Regions from separate parts of the Rattus norvegicus genome. Here region 2 is linked to region 1. Evidence: chromatin contacts called from public Hi-C data. All regions are on one chromosome and are shown on one strand. The core of a region is the stretch at or near the end of the contact, and the rest is flanking DNA. Distances in the headings are between cores, read along the strand shown.

Evidence for each region. A called contact is a pair of places that touch in the nucleus more often than the background predicts.
Region 2: a Hi-C map of liver shows a contact between it and region 1, with 2.6 times the contacts expected there. The contact joins the promoter of Pomgnt2 here to the enhancer-like site in region 1. A contact is called at or near these places in 9 of 12 Hi-C or Micro-C datasets (the A7r5 cell line, Schwann cells, frontal cortex and 5 more) and 1 of 1 datasets of contacts at active chromatin or transcription factors (oligodendrocytes).

Annotation. Positions count from the first base shown.
Region 1 is chr8:130,428,930-130,433,500 of GRCr8, forward strand. No RefSeq gene overlaps it. Among named protein-coding and RNA genes, the nearest start is that of Ackr2, 17 kb to the right of the region's middle. Within about 2 kb of position 2,117, at least 5 of the 93 cell types and tissues checked have an H3K27ac peak or open chromatin away from gene starts, as enhancers often do. A contact at or near this core is called in hepatocytes and liver, where this site is marked.
Region 2 is chr8:130,522,272-130,526,842 of GRCr8, forward strand. It overlaps Pomgnt2 (protein O-linked mannose N-acetylglucosaminyltransferase 2 (beta 1,4-)), which reads right to left and starts at 2,505. Exons shown (of 1, transcript NM_001009437.1): 1 at 763-2,505. The coding sequence starts at 2,505. The coding sequence ends at 763.

The DNA of each region.
Region 1 (4,571 bases), core at 867-3,366:
AGGCCTCAGCACATCCAATGGGCCGGTGTGGACTTAGAGTACCACAGAAAAGCAAGACACAATTCTCCCTTCCAGAAGCCCTCGTCTGGGAAGGGCCGTGTCCCTCAGTGAGGATGACGTTTCAAATGAGCTGCTCCAGCAGGAAGCAAGTCCTGATTTCCGTTTGTGCAACCTGCCAGTTGGTTGTAAACACTGACGCCAGCCTTTATGGCACAGCCTCACTGTCCCAGCCAACAGACAGCTGTGATGGTCAGCCACATACCACGAGCAATCTCCAAGCAGTGAGCTCTGCGGAAGCCAGGCTGTGGCTGTGCATTGGCAGCCTCCCGATGCTCACATAACCTCCTGTGGGTAAACACCGTGGAGGCTGCAGGTGGGGTGTTCCCACCAGCGTTATCCCACCCTTGTGACTCAGAAGAGCTCGACTTCACTGTGTCATTTAGGTTGTGGTTTTGACTTCTTCCTCCTGGAGGCTTCTCTAGAGGATTATGGGAAGAAATATCCTAAAAGAGAGACCTGATCCGTGAATTGGGAGGGTACTTTCTTGAGGTCCATCTGAGATGTCGGCTGTCATGAGAGCCTTGAGAGCAGTGCTACAAGCCTGCATGCACCCTAGATCTTGGGAGGTAAAGGCAGAGTAGGTGCTCAAGGCTAGCCTTCCTGGATATGCTACCTGTTCCACAAACGCTCTTTAAAAAGTCTTTAAAATTCACAATGCAAAGGGGCTGGAGAGATGGCTCAGTGGTTCAGAGCACTAAATGCTCTTCCAGAAGTCCTGGGTTCAATTCCCAGAAACCACATGGTTTCTACCACAACCATCTATCTGTCTATATGGGGATCTGATGCCCTCTTCTGGCATGAAGGTGTACATGCAGATTGAGCACCCGAGTACCATTAAATAAACAAAGTAAATAAATTCACAATGCAGAACCCCTCGGGTAAGCTCCCTACCTTGGGGAAACTTACTCCAATCTCTCTTCGGGGTGTTCACTTTGCTTAGTAAAATTTTGCTTGAAGCTACCTATGTCATTCTATTGAATTCATTTCTTTGAAGAGACCCAGAAGTCCCTATAACACATGGGCGGGAAATCTCTAAGACACACCAGTAGTGCTGACCATGGGGACAGGCGGCCTCAGGGGGACCGTAAAGCCAGTAGTCAGACACACAAGCTTGATCATGAGATGTTTTTGGTTGAAGACCTGGTTCTGTCATATCCTAGTTCAAATCCCCTTTGTCTCTGTGCCTCAGTTCTTCATTCTGAAGGAGGAGTAACTAACACAATCCAAGAATTAAAGTTAGTCATGATGTTGCTGGGGAGGTAGACAGAGAGGGTTAAATAACTTCTGTGTGTGTGTGTGTGTGTGTGTGTGTGTGTGTGAGAGAGAGAGAGAGAGAGAGAGAGAGAGAGAGAGAGAGAGAGAGGAGGATGGAGGATGGAGTGTCCCTATATCCACCTGGAGCTCGGTTTTGGCTACTGACTTCCAAGGATCCTAGAACAGTGAGAGCCTGTTTCAAAAGCTAAGATTACAAGCACCACCACCACACTTGTCTTTTTACCTGAGTGTTGGGAACCCTCACTCAGATGTTTGTGCTTGTGTGGAGAGTACTTCACTGTCCAAGACGTCTCTACAGCCCCAGGGACAGCAAGACTGTGCAAAGGCTGACTCTCTTTTGTGTGAAGGGAACTGGCTGCCTACTTGATGACTTAAGGTGGGGCATAGACAGGCATGTTTTTATTATCACGTCTCATTGGGGGCTAACATCAAGCTGTCATTTTACTACTATTCTTTCATAAGCTGGGGTTAGGTAGATTTGAGTGTTTAAGTTTCAAGATGTCACATGTTGGCTAGAGGAATGTTCAAACAGTGGCACACACCACAGGTGCTGTGACAGCGTATCACATAGCTGGTCCATAGCTGGTTAGGAGAGGGGAGCCACCTTGACCTTAGGGAGTTCTCCGGGATCCTGTAGCCCCGCTTGACACTCCCCGTAAGCCTGACAGGCTGACAGTAAGCACAAAGAATCTTGAAATCAAGTCCAGAGATCATGTCCACCCTCACTCATTCCTGGATATGCCCCTGGGCAGAGTTTCAAAACTTCGGTCACTACGCAGAAGAGGCTTATGAAAGTAGGGGAAGAGTCACAGCCAACTCTGCAAATGTGAAAACAGTGGTGTGTGTTCTGGAACGCAGGGGAACATTTCTTTTTTCCAGGTGTGCCAGTACCGGGGCGGGTGGGAGTGGGGGAGGGGGCATCAAAAGCATTTCCCGCAGCGGATGAAGCAGGCCGCCTCCCCTCCTTGTTCTCGTCCTCCGGTCCCGTCTGTCCATCCATATGTCCGTCCATCCGTGTAGTGCTGTAGTGTCTGCAGCCTTCAGCGCCAGACTCCCGGACCTCTAAAACCAGGGGGCAGATGAAGCCAGCCGGGTGGTTAAGTGCGATTCGTGGTGGGGTCCTTCAACTGGACAAGTGCTTCAGAGCCCTGTGAAACGCCAAGAACCCTTCAACTCCCCGAGGTTGTATTTTCTAGAAAAATGAGTCAGGCTAAACCGCCCCTGAGGCTTCATAGCTGTCATGTCCTCTGCCGTTTGCCAGACTCCGAGACCGCACCCAGGCCCCAGCTCCCAGCAGCCTGTCCACTGTGCAGACGCAGCTTTCCCTATCGAGTACGTTTCCTTGCCCTGCTCTACGTTTCCCGTGAAGCACGTGACCCGGGTAGAGCCCCCTAGAGCGGCTCCTGCAACCCACTTGGCATGGAAGGGGTCAGGATGTTTCCTCAACTGACTCCTTTAGGGGTGCTTCAGTGGTAACGTGAGGAACCGTGTTTGATGGGGTACGACCTGAGCTGCAGGGTGGTTTGAACGTGAAATGTTCCTACAGGTTCCTTTAATGTCATGCTCAGACTCCAGCTGGAGGCTCTGTTTTGGAGACGAGGTGGAACCTCAGTGGGGTTAGACCCTGAGGTTTGATAGCTGGGTTCTACTTCTTGTCCACTCTCTCTTTCATGATTGTTACCACACTGAGACTTCTGGCTCCTGCCACTGTGCCTCCCTGAGCCCAGACTCCTCTAAGTCACTTCTTCTCGGGTATTTGGTTACAGTAGAAACCACTGAGGTTTCCACTCAGAAAGCAGAGACAGGCTCCCAGGAGCAAGCTGGCTAGATGGCTTTCCTGCATCAGGGAGCTTGGGCTCCAGTGGGAGACCTTCATCAATGAACCTGGATGAGAATGGTGGAGTGATAGCCCCCCAACGTCAGCCTGGAGGTTCCATACATGAACAAAATGTGCAGAGGCACAGGGAGAGGATACATGTTTGGATTCAGAGCATGGGGTGCCGACAATCAACTGAGTGGAGGCTGAGGGTGAGGCTTAGAGTAGTCAGGTCCAGATCCAAGTCCTGTAATCTGCATGATCTTATGTCTCTGTAATTTTCTTCCTTTTAAAATGGAGCTGAGAACAGAGCAGACAGGGGGCCTACATGGATCCTTAAAGTAGTGCCTCCAGCCCAATTACTGGGCTGTTCCTTATTTTTATCTGGGCTGTGGCCCATGACAGGCCCTTGGGGATCAGAACTTAATGGAGAGTTGGAATGTTGCAGATCAAGAACCAACTTATCTTGGGCTGTTCTCAGCCCTCCTAGCATCTGACCTGCGATCTTTGTGATTGTCAGGTTAATCCTTTTGAAATGTTTTAACTGAACAGACCCTCTAGCTTTCACTAGCATAATAGCTAAGAATGTTACCAGCGAGAATATGAGACCCACGGTGAGATTTCCCCCACTCTGAAGTAGCAGGCCTACCTGATGTCTCTACTAACCTGTTTGAAACGTGCCTTGTTTTATGACTTCCTTTGTTCTGTAACAGTTCATAAAACTGTTTCTGGGGCAAGACGAATCCAGAATCCATGGTCCTGAGATACCGTAACTCATATTTGACTCCTTGAGGGGGAGCTGTTTTATGTGGACAGTGGGTGAGGAGGTGAAAACCTTATCTTTTTCTCAGTGGTTCATTAGCAACCAATGTCTTCGGTTCCTCTGGGCATTGGCCTTGGGAGAATTGAAAACAGTTCAAAGCAAAGAAATTGGCAGCTGAGAGCTGGCAGCCACTGGTTGCCACCGCTGTGTCAGTCTGCCTAGGAGTCTCACCATGCAGGAGAGCAGCCAGCTGCCAAAGACAGATTCTCAGAGCCCAAGCCAGGGTGTGACTTTGGAATGTCTACTACTTGTTTTTACGTTTGTTTGTTGTTAAATATTTGTAATTTTATTCTTAACTATATGTGTTTGCGAGTGTCCAGATAAATGAGTGCCCATGCCCAAGGAACTCAGAAGAGGGCATTGGATCCTCTGCACCTGGGGTCTGTGAGCCACCAGCTATGGGCGCTGGGAACTAAACTCAGGTCCTCTGGAAGAGCAACAAGCTCTCTTATCTTTCCAGCCCTCTTCCCCTCCACCATGTTTTTTTTCTCTGTGGGCCGGTCCAGGCTAGCCTTTGCTACATAGCTGAGGATAACTCCTAGTCCTCCCTCAGGGTTTATAGGTGTGCATCCTGCTGGGCCAGGCAGCTGGATCTTC
Region 2 (4,571 bases), core at 1,255-3,754, 94 kb after region 1:
TCCTGGGACCGCACCCCACAACGAGGATTTATATGGTTAGTGGATGGAAAGAGACATTTTCTCTAGTTGTACAGTCAGTCAATGGTGAGGAGCCCAGGCAGACAAACCCTCACCCAGGTGCTTGTCAGCGGCCCTAAGAAACTCACTGACACACAAAGACACAAAGGGACTTGAAAATAGGAGGGGTGGGATGGAGCAGAAGCTCGGAGGGAGGGGACAGGAAAGGTTACCGAGGGGAACAGTGTTGAAGTGCACTATAAATATGCACAGAACATCGTATGAAACCTACTTGAGGTGTAATCCGTGCGAGCTAATAAGCATCAGAAGACTTGGGCGAGATGTTCATAATCATTTAATGACGGCTCCAAACACACCTGTCACTCAGTTACAGATGAAATTCGCAGGGATTATCTGCCTAGCCCACCAACCACACGACCACCATTTCTAGAAGCCAGGACCTGCACCAAGGCCACAGCAGGAAACAGCATGGTTATTAGCAAGAGCAGATCCCCGGGACCCGGCTGTGCCTCCTCCTCACTGCTAAGGAATTCCTCCTGGGTGGGGCTGATCGGTGTGGCACAGGGGACGGGCACTATCTCTTCAGAGCTAGGGGAATTCTGCAAACAGCACACGTCGGGAAGCAGGCTTGGTGCAAGCCTACTCAATAAATAGATACTCAATCACCACAGTTGCTAGCAGAACTGTGAGCCTGGGAAAGCAGAGCCTCGAGACCCCTCCTGAGGCCTGGCCATGGCCTGCTAGCTACGTGCTGCACACCAGCACATCTGCAAAAGGTCCCAGGAGGCTCCTGTTGAAGATGCAGCGGACCCACACCAGGTAGGTGGTAAAAGGTTTGATGTTCTCCGTGAAGGTATGGTTCTGCAGCGTCAGCATGTAAGGCACATACGTGTTCTCCCCTTGCTCCTGCAGCCACACCTCGTACCTCACCTCCCTCACTTTCAGGTACTTGAGGTTCCACGGGATCTGCCAGGACACAGACAGGCGGGCCTCCGTGGCGCCCTGCACCGACGCCTGACATCGAGCCTCCCGTACCTTACCAGGGTACAGGCTGATTGCCCACCTCTGCCTCCGTGGCCCCGGCCGGCCCTTCACCACACGCCGAATGGATTGCATGAGGGATGGGATGTCCACCCTGGTGTCCTGGTAGATTCGGAATAGCCACTCTGGGTTCCGGCAACACAGATGCCGGGGAACCTCTCGGCTCTGTAGGATGCGGGCCTGCTCAGCCCGGTCCAAGTGGGTGATTCCCCCTTGGTCCCAGGGTCGCTCGGGGTGCGTGACTGTGTTCTCCCGGATCATGTTTCTCCAGGCTACATACTGCAGGTCCATGCCAGGCAGTGTGGCCAGCGTCTTATAGGGGGTGTAGTGGTCAGGATTGACAGCGTACGGGAAGAGTTCAACCACAGTAGCCCCACGGGGCAGGAAGAGGGCTGTCACCAGCTGGGCCCCATGCATGCTGACTAACATGGAGGCGTTGCTGACCAGCCGCACGACATCGGCAAAGGTGTGGTCCTCCAGGGACACTGTCACGGTCTTCATCTGGAACTCTTGTGCTAGCTCCAGCAACAGCTCTGCCTCATTCAGGATGAGTCTATTCTGGGTGCGGCTGAAGACCAGAATGTATTCCTCCCCGAGGGGCGCCCCCGCGTGGCTCACGTTCAGCCTTTCAGTCATGAAGCGGGTGAACTGCCGGATCTCATTGCCAGAGACCAGGATGTTGGCCTTTGGGCCCTGGGGCTGGACAAAGCCGTACTGGTACCAGGTGGTGACCTTGGACAGGCCCACGAAAGCATGGGAAAAGCAGAGCAGCCGGCCCAGGGTCTTGAGCTGCGAACGGAGCAGCGGCTGCTTGGGGCTGAGGAGTTTATAGAGGTCAAAGTGGGCGCCCTCGCCCCACCCCTCCATAAAGAAGAGCCGGGCCTCTTGGGCCAGGCCGGGGAACTGCCTCAGTGTGTAGAAGAGGGGGAGCAGGTCATCATGGAAGACGTGCATGAGGTTATCGGGGTTGAAGCGGTTGGCGATGAGGGCCACATCAGGCACGAACACTGGCTTTGGCATGAAGCGCAGGGCTGCGGCAGGCAGCTCCACGAAGTTGAAGTACTGGGCATTATGGTCCTCCACAGTGGACAGGTCCAGCAGGGCCGGCTGGAAGCGCCGGGAGCCCAGGTTGGGCAGCATCACAGACGAGTTGCCGTGGAAAAAGATGAATTCTTCGGCCTCATTGGAGTAGCAGAGCCACTTGAAGCGGCAGATGCGGTCCGTGTGGGTGCGGCCCGTGCACACCATGTGGGTGCCACCCTCCATGAGGATCTGCAGGGCCTTCGGGTAGTCGATCCTCAGCCCTGGGACTGGATCCAGGGACTGCTGTCCAAGGGCCAGCTCCTCCTCTAGCGTGGCCGCATGCTCCCGCAACCGCACGTGCTTCCACAGGACCGCAGCCAGCACTGATACCAGGAGGGCGTTGAATACTGCAGAGAGGTGCATCCTATCGCCACCAGGGGGCCTCAGCGAGATGATGGCTGCTGGGCAGAGCCACAGCCCAAGTGGGCTTCACCCATCCATCCCTAAGTGTGCTGGAGGACCAGAAAAAGCCTGCAAAGGGTGAGAGAGAGGAGTCAACCCAGCCAGGACTCTCAGCACACTCCCGCCGTGTGCTTCCTCCACGTCCACACACCTACTTCAGCAAAGCTCCCCAGTGACATGTTGTGAGTCAAATCACAGGTTCTGGGCTCTTTGAGTTATTTTTGTATGTGTGTGTGTTCAGGGCATGTGTGCGTGTACAACATTTGGAGGCCAGAGGTCAGCATCAAGTATATTTCCCTGACTGTTCCTCACCTTGTGTTTTGGGGACAGAGTCTCTCACTGAACTTGGTCACACTGATTGAGTTGGACTGGCTGGCCAGGGATCTCCAGGATCTCCCCCGTCCCCCAGCTCTGCCTCTTCAGTGCTAGCATTAGAGATCACCACCATGTCCAACTTCTTATGTGGGTGCTGGATCTGACATAGATCCTCAAGCCTAACGGGCGCCCCATGAGCCATTTGTTTAGATGAACCGGCCCCCAGTCACCCTTCTAATTACACCGGTACCACTCAGCTGCTGAGCTGGGAGGATCAAGATAGCCTCTCAGCTGTTGCAAGAAGAGCAAGTCCTCTACCTGGATGAGTGCCCTGGCCCTCCCCCCTTCATTAGTAGCTGCTGAATCTGTCCCGCCTCAAGGTAAAGTACCTTGTGCCTTCAGCAGCCTCTGAAGATGTCAAGAGGAGTATCCTACACACACCTGTGCTATGGAGGGAAGACATTGCCACCACCGGAGCCCTGTAGAAGTTCAGTGAGGTACGGGTTTTGGGCCACATCTATCTCCAAACAGAACCCCTCACATTTGTGTAGTGATTAGTGCCAGTACCGAGGCATTTGGGGATTGAGGGTCGGGCACGTTCACTCACTCGGCCTCCTGAGTGGCCTTTCTTTTGGAATCCAGGCACCTGTTAGTAAGAGCAAGTGTCTGGCGGCCTTGCCACGGGCTATGATGAAACACTGGTTGAAATTCTGGCACCCAACCATTTTCTGATGTACAAAAAGAAGCATTTCGTTCAGTTAGGTTCCCTAAGAGGTGAGGCCTCCAGTGCAAGGAAAAGGGTTGGGATACCTCATAGTCAATAAAGGGCCACAGAAGCCCTGTGTGTTCAGAAGCACCCAAGGCACTCTCCTACCTTCATGATTCAGCGCTGAGGCTGGCCAGTGTTAGGCAGGAGCTGGCTGGGACTACCCATCACTGTTCCTTGAAACAGTGTTTCAAATGTAAGCACAGAAATCTCCCCAGAGAAGACAGAGACCAGGGATCGAGTTTGGCCAGGTGCCACCGAGGCACCCTGGACTGGAGCAGCACCCACCCTCCCTTCCTGGGTCTCCAGGTTAGGCCAGCAGTGGGATGGTCATTTCTGTCTATGTCCACTCTTCCTAAGGAGTTCCTCGGTGTGTTCACACTTCCTCCAAGCCCTGTGTTGAATCTCCTGGGACTCAGAGGAGGCAGAGACATTGCCCTTGGGGTGCCAGAGAGCTTACTTCTGGATTTCTGGCTCAACCCAGTGGCCTGCTGTCTAAGAGGGACTGGTCAGACTAGGTGAAGAAGCCAGTCCGTGTTCCTATCCAATGGACAGGAGGAATGGGGGTGTCCCATGGCTACTAACCACAAGCAAACTGGCCTGAGGGTACAGATAGTATGCTAAGGACTGCACACAGGAGAGACACAGGGACCCTGTTTTCAGAGAACTTTCTTCATTTTTGAAGCCAGACCGAGTTGGAGCTCTGGCTTATCACAGACAGGCACATGACAGGAGAGTACAGCTTTCTGAGTGATGTGCTCAGCCCCAGCAGAACAATGCTGTACCCATTTCCCTGCCCTGGGCCCCAATTCTCCTTAGAAATTACCTGACACAGCAAACCAGTTACAGAGCATCAGCAGCTAGACACCAGTGCCATCTGCTGGAGAGAAGCAGGACTGCAGGAGAAAACAGGCGACTGTCAGCTCCAGTGTCTATAGGACCCTGG